Linked DNA regions of Rattus norvegicus: region 1 is linked to region 2. A link is a contact called in public Hi-C data. All regions are on one chromosome and are shown on one strand. Each heading gives the region's core, a stretch centred on a gene start, on an enhancer-like site or on the middle of the called end of the contact. The rest is flanking DNA. Distances are from core to core; before and after follow the strand shown.

Region 1 (7,848 bases), core at 2,429-4,928, 150 kb before region 2:
TGGATCCCTGAACAATACAGTCTCCTTCTGCTGCTTATGAATCAAGATGTAGAACTCTTGGCTCCTCCAGCTCCATGTTTGCCTGCATGCTGCCCAGCTTCCTGTCATGGTGATAACAGACTGAAGCTCTGAAACTGTTAGCTAGCCCCAATTATATGTTTTATGTAGAAGAATTTCCTTGGTCATGTTGTTTCTTTACAGCAATAAAACCCAAACTAAGACAGAAGTTGGTATCAGGGCTGGGATATTGCTGTGATAGGCCTGACTATATATTTGTTTGGAGGAATGCTGATTTTGAGAAGCAGTGGGATGCTTTAAGTGAGGTTTAATGGGCTATCCTAGTAGGATATAGAAGATGTTGGTGCTGAGGGCACTAGAGGCAAAATTAAGACAGTGTCAAAATACCAGAAAAGGCCACACTCTGAAAATAATTGATAGACTACTGGAAATAAATTGATCGCCTTCATGAGATCTCCCTTGCTGTCTCCATTCTCCATTAGCTCTTCAAGTCAGACTTGGACTAATTTACCAACTGGCATCTGAATGCACAGTTTAATGATCCATCACATTAGATCATGATTCGCCTTTGTCTGCCCACCCTCTGCCAAAAACACACATACTGATGTGGAAGGCAGGATGCCTGCTGCTCTTGGGACCAGCACACACCCCTCTGTTCTTAGTGCTGTGGCAATTCCTCTGTAAGGACTTTTTAAATCTCCAGCACCAGTCCAACTCCTTGGGGCATCTCTGTGTCATGTACAGACAAGTGCAATAGGGGCTCAGAATACCCACTTACCCTAAAGAACATGGGTTCCTCCTTTTGAGTTAGACCTCAAGAAATGGCCATTGCTCCACTGTGCACCAGGCTCATTTGGTGAACCAATGTAGGTCTTTTATGCTGAGCAGACACTCAAAAGCGAACCAAAGACAGAGGCCAGCTGGTGGCTGAATGAGGGGATTGTTCTTTCTCAGCTTGCATACACTGTGAAGAGGGTTCCCTTTGGTACTAGGACCTAGGTCAATTAGCACCAATACTGCCCAGATGGCAGGTGTGTGTGTGTGCGTGTGTGTGTGTGTGTGTGTGTGTGTGTGTGTGTGTGTGTGCGTGTGTGTGTGTGTGTGAAGGAGAGTGCTCTCCAAAAGTTCTATAAATGCAGAAGCTTCTTCTTGGGACCAGAAAGTGTTGGGGATAGGCCAAGACTTATTTTTGAGTGTTTCCTGAAAAAGATCTTCGGTGTCTGGGAGCAGGGTGCCTTTATGTCTTATTTTAGCCCTGCTGGAGTCACATGACACAATAGTAATAATAGATATGCTTACCAAATGCTCGCTCTGTCTCAGGTACTCTTCACAGACCTCTAAATGTGCACAGTGATTCCCCGGGTAGATGGTGCATCCCTCCTCTCTCACCATAGAGGAGACAGCGAGCAGCAGACACTTGTCTAAAACCAGACATTCTTGCTCCCAGCCCAGTGCCTCACCCATCTTGTTCCCATACCCTTGAGGGATGTACAACTCACCAATTGTTCTGGTTGGTTTTATGTCAACTTGACACACGCTAGAGTCATCAGAGAAGAAGGAGCCTCAAGTGAGAAAATGCCTCCATAAGATCCAGCTGTAAGGTAATTTCTTTTTTTTTTTTTTTTTTTTTCTCGGAGCTGGGGACCAAACCCAGGGCCTTGCGCTCGCTAGGCAAGCGCTCTACCACTGAGCTAAATCCCCAACCCCATGTAAGGTAATTTCTTATGTAGTGATTGATGGAGGAGGGCCCAGCCCATGGTGGGTAGTGCCATCCCTGGGTTATTGGTCCTGAGTTCTATAGGAAAACTGAGGAAGCCATGAGGAGCAAGCCAGTAAGCAACACCCTTCCATGGTCTCTCCGTCAGCTTCTGCCTCCAAGACCCTGCCATGTTTGAGTTCCTGTCCTGGCTTCCTTCAATGATAACAGTGCTGTGGGAGTATAAGCTAAATACATCCTTTCATCTCCAACTTGCTTTTTGGTAAGTTTTGGTATGTCATCACGGCAATAGAAACCCTAAGACATTGATTCAAGTCTTATTTAATATTAGCCTTTGTCTACATTTTGTGTTTTGAAGACTGCATGCTAGAATGTTTTAGAAAAGTCAGAAAACCATGGGCTAAAGAATGTGTCCTCTTCCTGTTTCCTGATGCTTGCACACATTTCCCAGACTTCCCAACTCTGGCCTTCCTTTGCTCAAGAGGAGAAAGTTCCTTACAAGGGAGCAGCTGAGATCAGAACTATGCCTGTGGCACTAAGGAAAGGCCAGACTCAGGCTCTTGGGTTCAGGTATGCTTCTCTTGAGGGCCAAGTGTCCAGTATCTCTTCTCCAGAGACTCTTGATAATGTTTCCCTTGGAAAAGCTCTTAGGGGTCAGGTAACAAAAAACAAAGGCTTCTCCACTTTCCTAAGTTAATACCCTCTGAGTGAACCCCTCCCCAAATCTGTCTCTACCCCTTCTTTTTTGCCCTCCCATGTCTGACCTGTGTCCCAGCTCTGTCATATATCATTCCTGATGACTCTCTACTTGCAGTCACATGCCCTCAAACACTTCCCCCTTTTAACAGCTCCCTCATAGGAACCTTCTGTCCTCACTAAACCAGCTCACCCTTCTCCCTTGGTTATGCCCTACTGACATTTTCTAGACATCTCCTCTGTCCTTTCACCACCCCCTTTCCCAGGTGCTTAGTTGCAGATACTGTGTATCCCTTGGTCTAAAGACCTTCCTCCAACACACATCGGATGACCTGAGTGTGTCCACAAAGCTGTCCATCTCTGCAGGGAGACTCTGACGACCTATGGGCAGGGCCACTTTCCTACATTTTTATATTCCTTGCAGGCAAGTTACTCTAGCTGCCAGAGTCAATTTACTCATCTCTAAAACTAGGATCATAGTAAAGTTGTGAGGCTTAGCCGAGAGCACATATATAAGGTGCCTGGCACATGCCAGGGGAGCAGTATGACCAATAAGTGCTTGCCGATTATGGTCCCGGATTTATGAGTGAACACGAGAATCCTTTGTGGAGTGAAGGCAGCTTTAAATTTCCCATGATTTGATTTTATCATTCTGTTCTGAGGATTCCTTCCCACCCCTGCACTCCCAGACATTGTTTTCAATAGAGAGTTTGGAAATGGATTTAAGGCACACCTTGAGTCTCTGTTCATAGTGCTGATTCTGGTGGACAAGGAATGACAGCCAGGGACTGCACTGGACTCTGAGATACAAAAAGAGGTCAGCACCCCTGATACATGTCTCTCAAAGCTTGGGTAAGAGACAGAAAGGGGAGAGATTCTTACAATTTTAGGGGGATAGTTTTCTTTTTCAGACATGGACGTGAGTGTGTGGAAGATGCTGGACTTAGGCTGAGATTATCCCAGAGAGAGACACACTGAATTACTGAGAGATGAAGGAGTGTCCTGAACAGAGAGAAGATGATGAGAAGATGAGCTCTGGCCTGCCTTTTGCAAGGCTGTGGGGAAAGACATGCACACTGTCAGAAAAGAGTGTCAGAGGAGGGAGGCACCATTAGTCTGCCTTTGGATAGCTCTAGACTGTGGGGGTGTGATCTTGAATGGGTGCCACTCAGGGCTAAGCCAGTTGGGTGGCTGGGGTTGCTATGTCACCTGAGCGGGAGGCATGAGGCACAGAGCTGAGCAGAGTGCACAGAGACTTGGAGATCTCTAGAAAGTGGACTGGCAAAACATAGAGCAAAAGAAGAGCGTGACCAGGGTGTCTGACTCAGCTCAAACGGTGAACAGAAGGATTTAACCTAGCAGGGAGCAGATCTGAGAGCCAAGAGACACTGTGTTCTCTGTCTGGAGAGATGACCCAGGCAGGCTCAGGAAAGTGTGTGAATGACCAATGAAGGAGACTCAGGCTGAGGGACTGGGGGCAAGAGGAAGTGACAGTGTGGCTACTCTGGCCAACTGCAGGTTTATTTCTGGAGCAGGTAAGGTAAGAAAGCAAGAGCAGCTTGTTTGTGATAGAGCCTCCATCAATATAAGGGCTTCTTTTTGTGTTCCCAAAGATACCCAAGATACCCACCTTCACATTTACAGATCTTCCTTCTAACTAGCATAGAGGGACCTGGCTGGCCCAGCACCAAAGACTCCTCCTTACACAAATGTTCATCTGGCTTTCTAGCCGCCACCTCAGGCCTCACGTGTGGCTCCCCCTGTGCCATTCCACTGTCTGTCACCATGCTGGGCTTGGACCTCCTCTCTCCAGCGTCTCCCACCCACAGCTGTCGTCTCCTCTCCTGCTCTTTTCATCTCTTGTCAAACACATTTTATACTTGCTGGCCCTGAGCCCTAAATCACTTCTTCTTCTGGCCTTGGCTTCTCTCCTTAGCATCTTTTAAGTATAAACTCCACCAGATGAACTGCTGCGAATGCCTCCCCACTGCTTTGCTGCTTTCCAGCTTTTAAAGTCAGTTTGACATTCAAGTGGAATGCTCAGTGGTAGGAGTCCAGAGCTCTCCAAGGACTTCCTGTCAGCATGCTCTATACCAAACCATTCTTGAGCTGAGCTCAGCACAATGCACATAGAGCAAGAGAAACACCCCAAGTAACGAGGGTGGGAGAAAGTCCTAAGCCAGTGTCCTTCCATGCTTATCTTGCATCCGCCATCACCTCTCCTCCTCTGAGCCTACCATGTTTTCTTCTACCACTACAGAGCAGGGAGAAGATCATCATTATTCCCATTCTATGGATGAAGAAGTAGAGTCTCGAGAAGTTTCTGCGACTCATCCAAGGACCAGATAGAAGAAATATGTTTTCCCAAATTCTCAAGGGTTTGAAAATCTAGCCTTGCCTTTAGTGTTTCAGGTCCCTTGCCTGAGCCTCAGCTTCCTTCCCTGAAATGGTCCCTTCACCCAAGACCAAAGAGGACATTGCAAGAGATGTAAACTATTACATAAATACAAGACACACGTAGCTTTACATGGAGGACATCCTGGATCATACATCCTTTTATATAGGAATAGTCCGGTTACCTTGGCCCTAGTCCTAGCACCCTTATGATTTCTTCAAGTAACCTACTAGCACCCAAGCATTAGGGCTGTATGCTTCATACACCACAAACCAATGATTCTTTAAAGTACTGGAGGCAGGGGAGGAGACTGTCGTGTGGCAACTTGTAGGTGTTAAAGATGAGAAGTGTGAAGGTTCTGGGTCCCTATTCTAGGTGACACATCAGACAAGTGACTACATACAATATGCTAAACTGCCACCCACAAGTCATGCCCTGCTCAGCAGCAAATAGTCCTGATGCTGAGAGGACCATTGTGCTAACACAGTCTGTGTTTCCAGTGTAAAAGAAGGTCTGACAATTGACCAAACATCTGACCAAGAGATGCTAGTACATCAGGCCAGGAGAGGCCTGATGATCTCCATGCTGAGGAAGAAGTAAGGAAGGCTGACTGGAGGAAACAGGTGGTGCTAATAAAGGATGGTGCTAATGGTTCTTGAGGGCCCTTGAGTCAGGCTAGGAAGGGGAGTTTGTGGAGGTAAAGATTAATTGAGGGCGTTGGGGGTGGGAGGAAGAGACTGCAAAGCAGGAAGGTGTCATGTTTCTGGAAATAGCTTCCAACCCGATTCCGCTCCTAAGTCGGCGCTTGCACACACTCTTACTGGAAGAAGAGCGATGAGGCAGCAGATGGAGCTGGAAGTGACCGTAATAACCACCTTGTCATTACTCTCATGGTTCACATGAAGAAATGGATGCTGTATATATACTAGATTTTACTAGAATTACAGGCGCACAGGCTGTGGTCCAGCTAGCCCAACAATGGTTGTCTACCAGATGAACCCCACAATGCTGGATTTCTCAGCTGGTCTTCAGTATATTCCAGAATCCCAAAATGAATAGGCTATAATGCCAGTGAAGGAAATAAATTTCCGGGGGGTGGGAGAGGAGAGAGAGAGAGAGAGAGAGAGAGAGAGAGAGAGAGAGAGAGAGAGAGAGAACTGCCAGCAAAAGGTGTGGCCCAAATTAAAAGTGGGTTTTTCCACCTCAAAAGATCTGGATTAAAAATAGGTCTTCCCACTTCAAATAATTTAATTAAGAAAAATAAATCCTCACATCTGTGCCCAGGTACTTGGGTTTTAGTTCATTCCAGATGCAGTCAAATTGACAACCAGAACTAGCCATCACAGATGGCAAAGAGGTTAGAGCCTTGTCTTAAGGAGAGCCCAGATACTCTTATATTTCTCTCCATATTCTATGATACTGCCTCAAAATGTTTGGCAAAATGCCAAAAGATAACCCGACAAGAAGGAGGTGTCAGAAGAGGAATGAAGACCTAGGTCTGGCTCTTGGATTTTTGGCAAAGTGCATAGCTAAAATATGAAATATTATCATAAAAAAGGTAAAAATAATATTGGTTTGGGAGTTTAACCAAAGTGCTTATGGAAAGTTGCTGTTCTGGGCAGTTTTCTGTCAACTTGACAGAAGCTAAAATGATCTGAAAGAGGGGAAGCTCAACTAAGAAAATGCCTCCATAAGATCCTGCTGTAAGAATTTTTCTTGATTAGTGATTGATGGGGAGGGCAGCCCACTGTAAGAGGTGCCATCTGTGGGCTGGTAGTCTATGGTTCTATAGGAAAGCAGGCTGAGCAAGCCACGAGGAGCAAGCCAATAAGTAGCCCTCCTTCATAGCCTCTTCATCAGCTCCTACTTCCAAGTCTGAGTTCCTGTCTTGACTGCTTTTGATGATGAACAGTGACATGGAAGTGTAAGCCAAATAAACCTTTCCCTCCCTAAGTTGCTTTTGTCACGATGCCTCATGGCAGCAACAGGAAATCCTAGCTAAGACAGGGGTAGTCCATAGGAGAAGATTGTAGCAATGGCTGCAGAAGGGCAAGGGAGTCTCCAGTTACCCACGTGGAGAGGCTGCTATGCTGGAGAAATATCATTCCATGGAACAAACATCAGCTTTCCCACAGAACATCCCTCATTGTTTTGTAAGCAGTAATCAGCAGTCTAAGTTCCTCATGGCAAATGTTTAGTCCAAAATACCTTCCCATTTGGCCATTAAACATATGCTTGGATCTTTTCTGGACTTCTTTACTTTCCCCAAATCCTCAGACCATATGAACTATGGGGAACAGATCCAGGCAAATCTCCAGAACCAAGGCCACAAGGACCTTCAAGGTCCATTGTGCCCTTCAAGGACACAATGGGAGCTTCTCTGGTCACCTGCCCATTACAGTTTGGCCTAGGTGACAGGATAGTAGATGGCACTGTTCATTCATTAGATGATTGAAGTGTTACTTTTTGTATTTCCTGGCATAGCTAAAATATACTTACCAAACTCTTAACTGTCAAACCCACAATCCCTGTGCATCACCTTTTTCTCCTTGTTCCAAGGCCAAGTTCATCTCAATTAGTCTGTCACTGTCTCTGTTGATCTGTTTCTGTCTTTCTGTTTGTTTCTATGTCTCGCTCTGTCTTTTCCCCAACAGTAGACTTAGTCCACAGAAACACACAAACACACACACACACACACACACACACACACACACACACACACACACACACAGTTTAGAACCTTAGAACCTGACTTTGAGTTTCAGCAAATCGATGATGAACAGTTTGACCTTGGATAGGCTCCTTTAACTTGCTGAGCCTGGTTCTTCTCATCTAGATGTGTGGTCCATCTCTACTTTTGATGATGTGCCCAGGTCTCAATAACCCACTCTGGTGCTCATTCTGAAGCACAGAAGTTGCTCTGGAATGAAGGACAGGTCCTATTGCCACATCCAGTTCCTTTACTCTAAGGCCAGTATTTGCTTCTCTTCCCTCCCATCTCACCTACAAACAAGTGGCTCAG
Region 2 (7,839 bases), core at 4,266-6,765:
TTTTTAATTAATCCGTCAGTTACATAATTTTCCAAATGGCAAACAAATGACAAGAGAAGGGAACATGCCTTTGTCAGGTCTTTTTCAGTGATACGGTATTTACCATTAAAATACAGTTTGAATAAAACATCAAACTTGTCACGTGGTTTCCGATTAGAGATTAGAGACATGATGAATGACTGGGGGCTAGAGAGCCAGTGTTAAAACCAAATGAACGTGAAAAGGCTAAGTTTAAAGAAATCTTGTCTTGAGCTGTTAATAGAGCGAGCTTTTCTCATGTGCGCGTGTGTGCTTGTGTGCACTCGTATGTGTATGAGCGTAGAGCCCTAGATAGACCTCAGGTGTCATTTCTCAGAAGCTACACCTACCTTCTTTTTTTGGTATTTCATTTGTTTTTATATGAGGTGTGTGTGTGTGTGTGTGTGTGTGTGTGTGTGTGTGTGTGTGTGTGTGTTTGCACACATGTTTATGTGAGTGTGTGCATATGAGCACATGCATGCCTGTGGAGGTCATAAGTAGCTCTCAGGTGTCTTCCTCAATCACTTTCCACCTTAGTTTTTGAGATGGGCTTCCTTGCTGAAGCCTGAGCTCAGTATTTGGCTACACTGCCCTGCCAGAGCGCCCCAGGGCTCTGCCCGTGTCTCGCTCCTCACATCCAGGATTACAGTGGCACACTGTGACAACTGCCCCGTCTTCTTTTTCTTTTGTTCAGGCTAGTGAGTCAAACTCAGAGCTGCATGCAAGCATTTCACCAGGTGAGCCATCTCTCCTACCCCAACCTTGTCTTTTGAGACCAGCTCTTTCAGTAGCCTAGAACTCGCTAATTCAGCCAGGAATCCTGTCCCTACCTCAATAGAGCTGAGATCCCAAGAGCACATGTGACGGAGCCTGGAGGAAAGAGGTGGCCGTACTACAAGGCAGCAACATTTCTCACAGTCACCATTTCCTCTCTGTCCCCACCTGCTTCCTAGCAACTCATTAGGTCCTGTGATAGTAGTGGCTTTTTTGGGAGTGGGGGAGGGTGCTGGACACAGAACTCAGGTCCTCATGCTTGAGCACCGAGGCTAGCCCTTTACTGAGTTGTCAGCCCAGCTCCTAGAATCACCCCCTAATGAAACTAAGACAAAAATCCAATGACTGCAGCAATCTTGTCCTCATCCATGTCACTCAGATGGTGACACTCTGAGCAGAGGGTTGCATCGGGACTGCTGTGAAGACTAGGAAAATGGGGACATTCCACAGCACACCAAGGAAAGGAGAACAGGACCTGAGAGCCTATGACTAGCTATGCAGTCCCCAGTGTAGGAGCCCTGTCCCAGACCTGCAGCAGCCTCAACGTCTCTGAAGATGCACAGGAAGTCCTCTGTTCTGGCTTTAGAAATAAGCTGACCCTCACCACCATGCTGATGTGGGGCTTTAAAAAGAAAATACCCGAGGGGCTGGAGAGACGACACCACAGTTAAGAGCCCTGACTGCTTTTCCAGAGGTCCTGAGTTCAATTCCCACCAACCACATGGTGGCCCATCTGTAATGAGATCCTATGTCCTCTTCTGGTGTGTTTGAAGGCATCGACAGTGTGCTAACATACACAAAGCAAGCAAATAAGTCTTTAAAACAAACATATAAACAAACAAACAAACAAAAACAAAGTGAAAGTCTCAGAAGCAAAGTCTCGTGATGAGCATTTCCTCCTGTCTCCTGATCCCCATTCTCTCCCAAGGGCAAGGCAAAGAACCTGAAATCTCTCTTCCCTAGGGCAAGCCATGGGATAGTAGGATTCCTTTACCCAAATCAAGTCATATAGCTTCAAAGAATGAGTCTAACACACTCTGTGTGTTAGAGATGGCCATAAAGAAATTCTCTGGCCTACCTTGTCTGATCTAAGCCCTTCATTCCAGAAGGGGTCCTGTCCACACCCAGGAGAAAAGAATGCTGCTCAGAGAGATTAAAAGAGTCTAAATCAGGAGTTCTCAACCTGTGGGTCTCAAGGACCAAATGACCCTTTCACAGGGGTCACAAACCAGTTATCCTCCCACGTAGCAGATATTTACATTACGATTCCTAACAGTCGCAAAATTGCAGTTATGATGTAGCAGTGAAAATAATTTTATGGTTGGGAGTCATCACAGCAGGAGAAACTGTATTAGAGGGTTGCAGAGTTAGGAAGGTTGAGAACCACTGATCTAAACTGACAGGCCTTGCTGTTGCCCTACTCCCTTTTCCACCGTTGGGTTGTACCCGTTTCCCCATGGGTATATCCTCTACAGCAATCCATTCCCCACCAGTATAGGCTGGGTCTTTGGATCCTCAAAACTACAATCAATTGAATTTGCTTTGCTTTTTTCTTGTGTAATGATTTGCATATGCTCAGCCCAAGGCAGTGGCACTGTTAGAAGGTGTGGCCCTATTGGAATAGGTGTGGCCTTGTTGGAGTAGGTGTGTCACTGTGGGTGTGGGCTAATAGACCCTGTCTTAGCTGCCTAGAAGCCAGCCTTTCTCCTCATGACCTTCAGATGAAGATGTTGAACTCTTAGCTCCTTCTGCACCATGCCTGCCTGGATGCTACCATGCTCTTGCTTTGATGATAATGGACTGAACCTCTGAACCTGTAAGCCTTGGTCATGGTGTCTGTTCACAGCAGTAAAACCCAAACTAAGACAGTGGAGAAGGGTCCAATCCATTGTGCATGGAGCTATCCCCGGGTTGGTGGTCCTGGGTTCTATAAAAGAGCAGGCTAAGCAAGCTTTGGAGAGCAAGCCAGTAAGCAGCACTCCTCCATGGCCTCTGCATGAGCCCCTGCCTCCAAGTTCCTGCCCTGTTTGAGTTCCTGTCCTGATTTCCTTTGGTGAAGAATATCGATACGAAAGTGTAGGCCAAATAAACCCTCTCCTCCCCAACGTGTTTTTGCTTATGATGTTTTAACACAACTATAGCAACCCTAACTAAGACATACACACTAAGATCCAGAGGAATGGTCACATATAAATATATATAAAAAATGTACACAAGACATATATATAGACACATACAAGTGAAAAGTGGGATCTAGAAAAACAGTAGCCAAAAAAGGGGAGAAGGGTACACCTAATAATAAAATGTGTCAAGATTTATTGAGGCTTTAGAGAAATATACAAAATAAGGGGTGCGTGAAATGTTGAGACAAAGAACAGACTTTTAGACAAACTCCTGATATGGGACTATCATTTGCTTATGATTCCACATCAGCAAGGAACTCCCCAGAGTTTACCCTACACTCTCCAAACAGGCAGGACAGACCCCTCAGAGCAGCACCCAAGCCTAGCACAGTGCCGGGCACCTGGCTGGCTGTTGTCACTACGCATTGAACACAGAGCAGCATAAGAAGACGGAGAGGAGTAAAGACAAAGTCCACCCCAAAGGGAAAAGAGCTCTTGCTCCATATCCCTGGGGCAAGACTAAGAATAAGTCAGCTTAAGGTAATGAGATTCAGCACAAAACAGAGAAAGTTCATGTCCCTGCAGGCATCATTAACTGCAGCACACAGAGCAGAACCACCTAGGGAAAAAGAAGAAAAAGCCCCACAGATTCGTGGTCAGGGTCTGTGTTGTCGTTGAGAAAATTGATCCTGTACTACAAAGGCTGACTGAAGCTCGTACCCATCCACTGCATCACTACTCTGCTTAACCATCTCCAAGGTCCATGGTCCTTCCTGACGAGACCCATACACACTGCCCTGTCTCATTCCTCTGACCTCCCCAGGCTTCAAGATGCCCTGTTCCTTCAAACCTGATTTATTTCCTATTTAGGATGTGCTCTGCCTACGGGCCACTGGTCCATCCTTCTCCACTCACCTATTGTATCCTCCTCCAGGAGTCCCCAGTCTCCCATGACACCCAGTGCAGCGAACCCACTTGACTGTCAATCCTGCATGTCCTGGACCACTGATGAGCAAAACCACGCTCCACCTAGGAGCAAATCCTGTCTCTCTGCATCTCATTGGCACCTAGCACATAGCCTAGTTACATGGGTACTAACTAAACACTTACTGTGTGATCAACTAACATTGGCAAGATTCCAAAAGACATTGCCAGTGTACTTTGTTTCAAAAGACTATTCTGGATCCAAGTGGGAAAATTCTGTGGAGGTCTGAGTTCAAATCCAGTATGTTCTAGGGCGAGTTAATTAAAGACTCTTGTCCTGTTTCCCCACCTATGAAATAAGAACGATATTCAACAACGACTTATGAAGAAAGCACCCACTATGCACTCAGCACACAGTAGCCCCCCCCCCCGACTGTACTTATCAGTGAGATCCACTCTCGTTCAACACAGTGATGTTCATCAGCCTTCCTCCTTCCCACCACAGGCCCCTCCAAGGCCTTCTCCCACTTCTAGAGGCTGCCCTGGGCTCATAAATGTTTAGCTGTCAGCAAATCCCCAGAGGCCTCGCTCTGTTTGCACAAGGCTGTGGAAAAGAAAGGCAGGGGCTCTGAATCTCAAGAGAGAGCCAGTAGGGGGAACCTTCTACCCCTCTGGCTGCACTGACTGGACAAGAGTTAGAAAAGCCACTTGGATTCCCATTTCCCCAACTCCCTGCCAGTAGGAAGGTTTCTGTTCTTATGGGCTCCTCCGTGGTATTCTGAGCGCAATCAACTTCCAACTCAGCGAATGGGGTGGCACCAAGCCAGACCAGGTGGGTAGGGAAGGCACCCGCGAGGAGGCCTCCAGTGGCCTCGCCAGTGTTGCTCGCGTGCGCACCGCACCAGGGTCATCAGCCTCCTCCTCTGAGGCCTGACAGCAAAAGGAAGGAGGTCTTCACATCCACCAGACTTCTCCTGGGTGCCAGCATCGCTCACCAGCAACCTCCAGTGACCCTCTAGCGGCACCCACCAACAGTCAGTCCCAGAGTGGCTAGTCCGCAGCGCCCCCTTGGCCACCGGACTGCTAGTTAAGTTAGGAGCCCTGTTCTGCCTGCGAGCGCGCGCCCACCACCCACGCCCACTGCCACTTACACACGCCAAAGATACGGAGACGCCCCAAGCTTCTTAAATTCCTCAAGCACCTCCCTATGGCCGCATCCCGCGCCTGTTACCTGCTCGCGGCACCCGGAGCCCCTGACTTGGAACCCTCAAACCCAGTGCGTGGACCACGCACCCTCCCACAGGCTAGTGTCCGGAGCCCTGAGCGCCACGAAACGGCATACCTTGGGGGTCTGCACTTCGGGTCCCAGCGGCACCTCCAACTTCCTCTTGGTGACCCAGAAGAACAGCAGCACGGTGATCCAAAGCACCCCAAAGATGGGCAGCGCCAAGCGGCGAGTCAGCCGCCGCATGGTCCCCTCTGCCTGCTTCTCTTGGTGGCGACGCGTCCCTGGGGCACCCCCCGGCGGTCAGGGGTGGCGGGGCACGAGTCGCCGAGCGCCTCGCTCTAGGGGAAACGTTGCTCCTGGGATCCGGATGCTGAATGGCGGGATCCTGCCCCGCCGGCTTCGGAGGGAAGCCACAGCCGGGGACGGAGCGGCGAGGGGTGCTGGAGACTAGAGACGCGACCGGGAAGGGACCAGGGGCAGCTCAGCCCGGCGCCGGCTCCAATCTGAGAGCCGCGGCGGCCGCCGAGATGCTGCTGCGCGCCGCGGCTGCCTTTGCCCGCCGCCGCCGCGAGGGAAACTGACTCGAGCAGCCGCGAAGGTGGAATCCGAGGCTGTGCCCGGCACCCCCGGAGGAGCACGAGGAGGAGGGAGCGCGGAGGGAGGGCGGGCTCGACAGACAGACTGACTCCGAAGGAGAGTGGGGCGGGAGCGAACCCGGTTCTGAGCGGGGGCGCTACCGCCTCCCGCCGACCGAGGAGCACCGTGCGGTTCAGGGACCTGGGATGCAGCTCTGGGACCATCCCGGGCTAGGGTTGTGCTGGGAGGGGTTGGGCGGGGATGAGTTACGAGGAGGATACTGGCTACAACAGCCACAAGCTGATACTTAAGGACCAACCCGCGCCAGGTGAGGCACTGACTGGGAGGAGTTTCTGTTTGCTGTGGGGCGCTGCACGTGGTGCTCACGGTAGGGTCCGCTAACCTGGAGCCATCACTGGATAGTGGGGTTGACCCAGATGCTGTCTGAAGTTCAGGCTTACTTGCTTGACCATTTCAGGGCCAAGGTCGAGTTCAGCCATCTCCCCCAAGGTATTTCTTTGCCTTTGAGCAGGTGCCTGGTAACTTTCTCTTAATGGAAAACTGAGCCGATCTAAATTTAACTTGGAAGATGTCCTTTTAAAAAAACTAAGGCACAATTCAATCCCTGAGGGGTGTTCTTTTCTTGTAAAATATCGGGGCTTGTCACAAAAAAGGGTCTAAAGTCAGCACCACTATGGGAAGCTGTGAGAAAAGTGGTCCTGGGAGTGCGACCACTCAGGAAAGTATCTTCCAAAATGCCTTTCCCAGATGCTTTTAAGCAATATATCTTTCAGATACAGACTGAAGTCACTTGGATTTAGAGACTGGGGCAAATCTGACTCCAGTTTCCACATAGGCCTCAGATAGGATGGATGAAATTCTAACCATAACTGTAGAAGAGGGAGACGTGGTTCCTAACTTAGCCTATGTACATTAACACTGAATTACCTCAGAGTTCAAAGAGAAAAGGTTTAAGTTTTTGTGAAGTCTGCCGAGCAGTGGCCACTGGAACCCTGTCATTTTAGTTAGAGGGATGCTACCTCCAAGTTTCTCCAGGTGAGGACAGGGTAAGTGACTCAGACGCTTGCTCCCTGCCATTTTCACTCACAGAGCTAGGGTTTAGTATAGGGACAGCGCCCACACCCAAATGCAGGTGAGAAAGGTGTCAATCAGTTCTCCAGAATTCCTCCTCCGGTGTCATGAAGCCCTCAAGACGCGTGCTCAGAAACAGAGGCGCCCCCACCAAACCTCCTGTGTTTGATATCTTGTCTTTCATCCATGAGGCAAACGCCCTGTAGAGTACTGGAGCGGGGATGTAGGTAAGGAGTTTGGGGCTGGACTCAGTCAGCCAGAAAAAGCTTGCCAGCCTATGAGATGCAGCTGAGCACCACCCAGACCCCCTGCTGACGTCCCACACTTGTCTCTCTTGGACCCGTGGCTTCTGGAATGTTGGGTCCACTCTCCCCAGGTGTTGTTCAGGCAGGCAAAGGCCTGGGTAAATAATTGTCCAGGGAGCGATGGAGAGTAGCGAGAGCACCCACTCCTGCAGTATTCCGAACTCCCTGGATCTCTTCCAAGAGCCTCACCCTCGAGTCCCAGTCCTGGGCCTGCAAAGTGTTCTGTGTCAGCCCTGCAGCGAGGACCTCCCAAGCAAGCTGTAGTGTCACTGAGAGCTCCAGGCAGGAGCTGCAGCGGCGGAGTCCATTGCTCAGCGCTTTGTGGGGCCGCATCTGAGTAACAGATGGCAGACAGTTACACAACACCACCGCCAAGCTCTTGAGATGGTGCAGCCTCACACGCCTGCTTCACTCAGGCTGTTTGGCATACGGGGAAACCAAGGCCCTGGGGTGAGACAGCTCCGCGGGAGAGTGCGTAACGCTGATGAGAACGAAGGTTTTCTCCTAAAATTCTTGCTTTTGAATCACACTATTTTGTCTTTCTCTCACATGGGGAAGAGTACCTGAGCCTCGGGAGATTTCTAAAGACTCCAGTTTTGCTAGGTGCCGTTGGACAACTGTAGGACATGTTGATCTAGGCTATCAGGCCAGTGAGTGCCATTACAACGGAAAGATATTACAGGGGAGTCTTCAAAATTTTGGAAGCCAGATCAGTCTCTAGGCAGGTCCCAGCACTGCAGTCCCCCTCGAGATCCAATGTATCCAGAGTCCCCAAGTTTGGACAGATATTTAAAGTTCT

The links. Hi-C and Micro-C count contacts between places; a contact is called where the count stands out from the background.
Region 1: a Hi-C map of frontal cortex shows a contact between it and region 2, with 2.5 times the contacts expected there. The contact joins the enhancer-like site here to the promoter of Galnt14 in region 2. A contact is called at or near these places in 5 of 12 Hi-C or Micro-C datasets (frontal cortex, kidney, liver and 2 more).

The regions. Positions count from the first base shown.
Region 1 is chr6:27,649,366-27,657,213 of GRCr8, reverse strand. All of the region lies in intron 2 of Galnt14 (polypeptide N-acetylgalactosaminyltransferase 14), which reads right to left. Among named protein-coding and RNA genes, the nearest start is that of Galnt14, 150 kb to the right of the region's middle. Within about 2 kb of position 3,678, at least 2 of the 93 cell types and tissues checked have an H3K27ac peak or open chromatin away from gene starts, as enhancers often do.
Region 2 is chr6:27,505,554-27,513,392 of GRCr8, reverse strand. Galnt14 (polypeptide N-acetylgalactosaminyltransferase 14) reads right to left here and starts at 5,515. Exons shown (of 15, transcript NM_001012109.1): 1 at 5,182-5,515. The coding sequence starts at 5,310.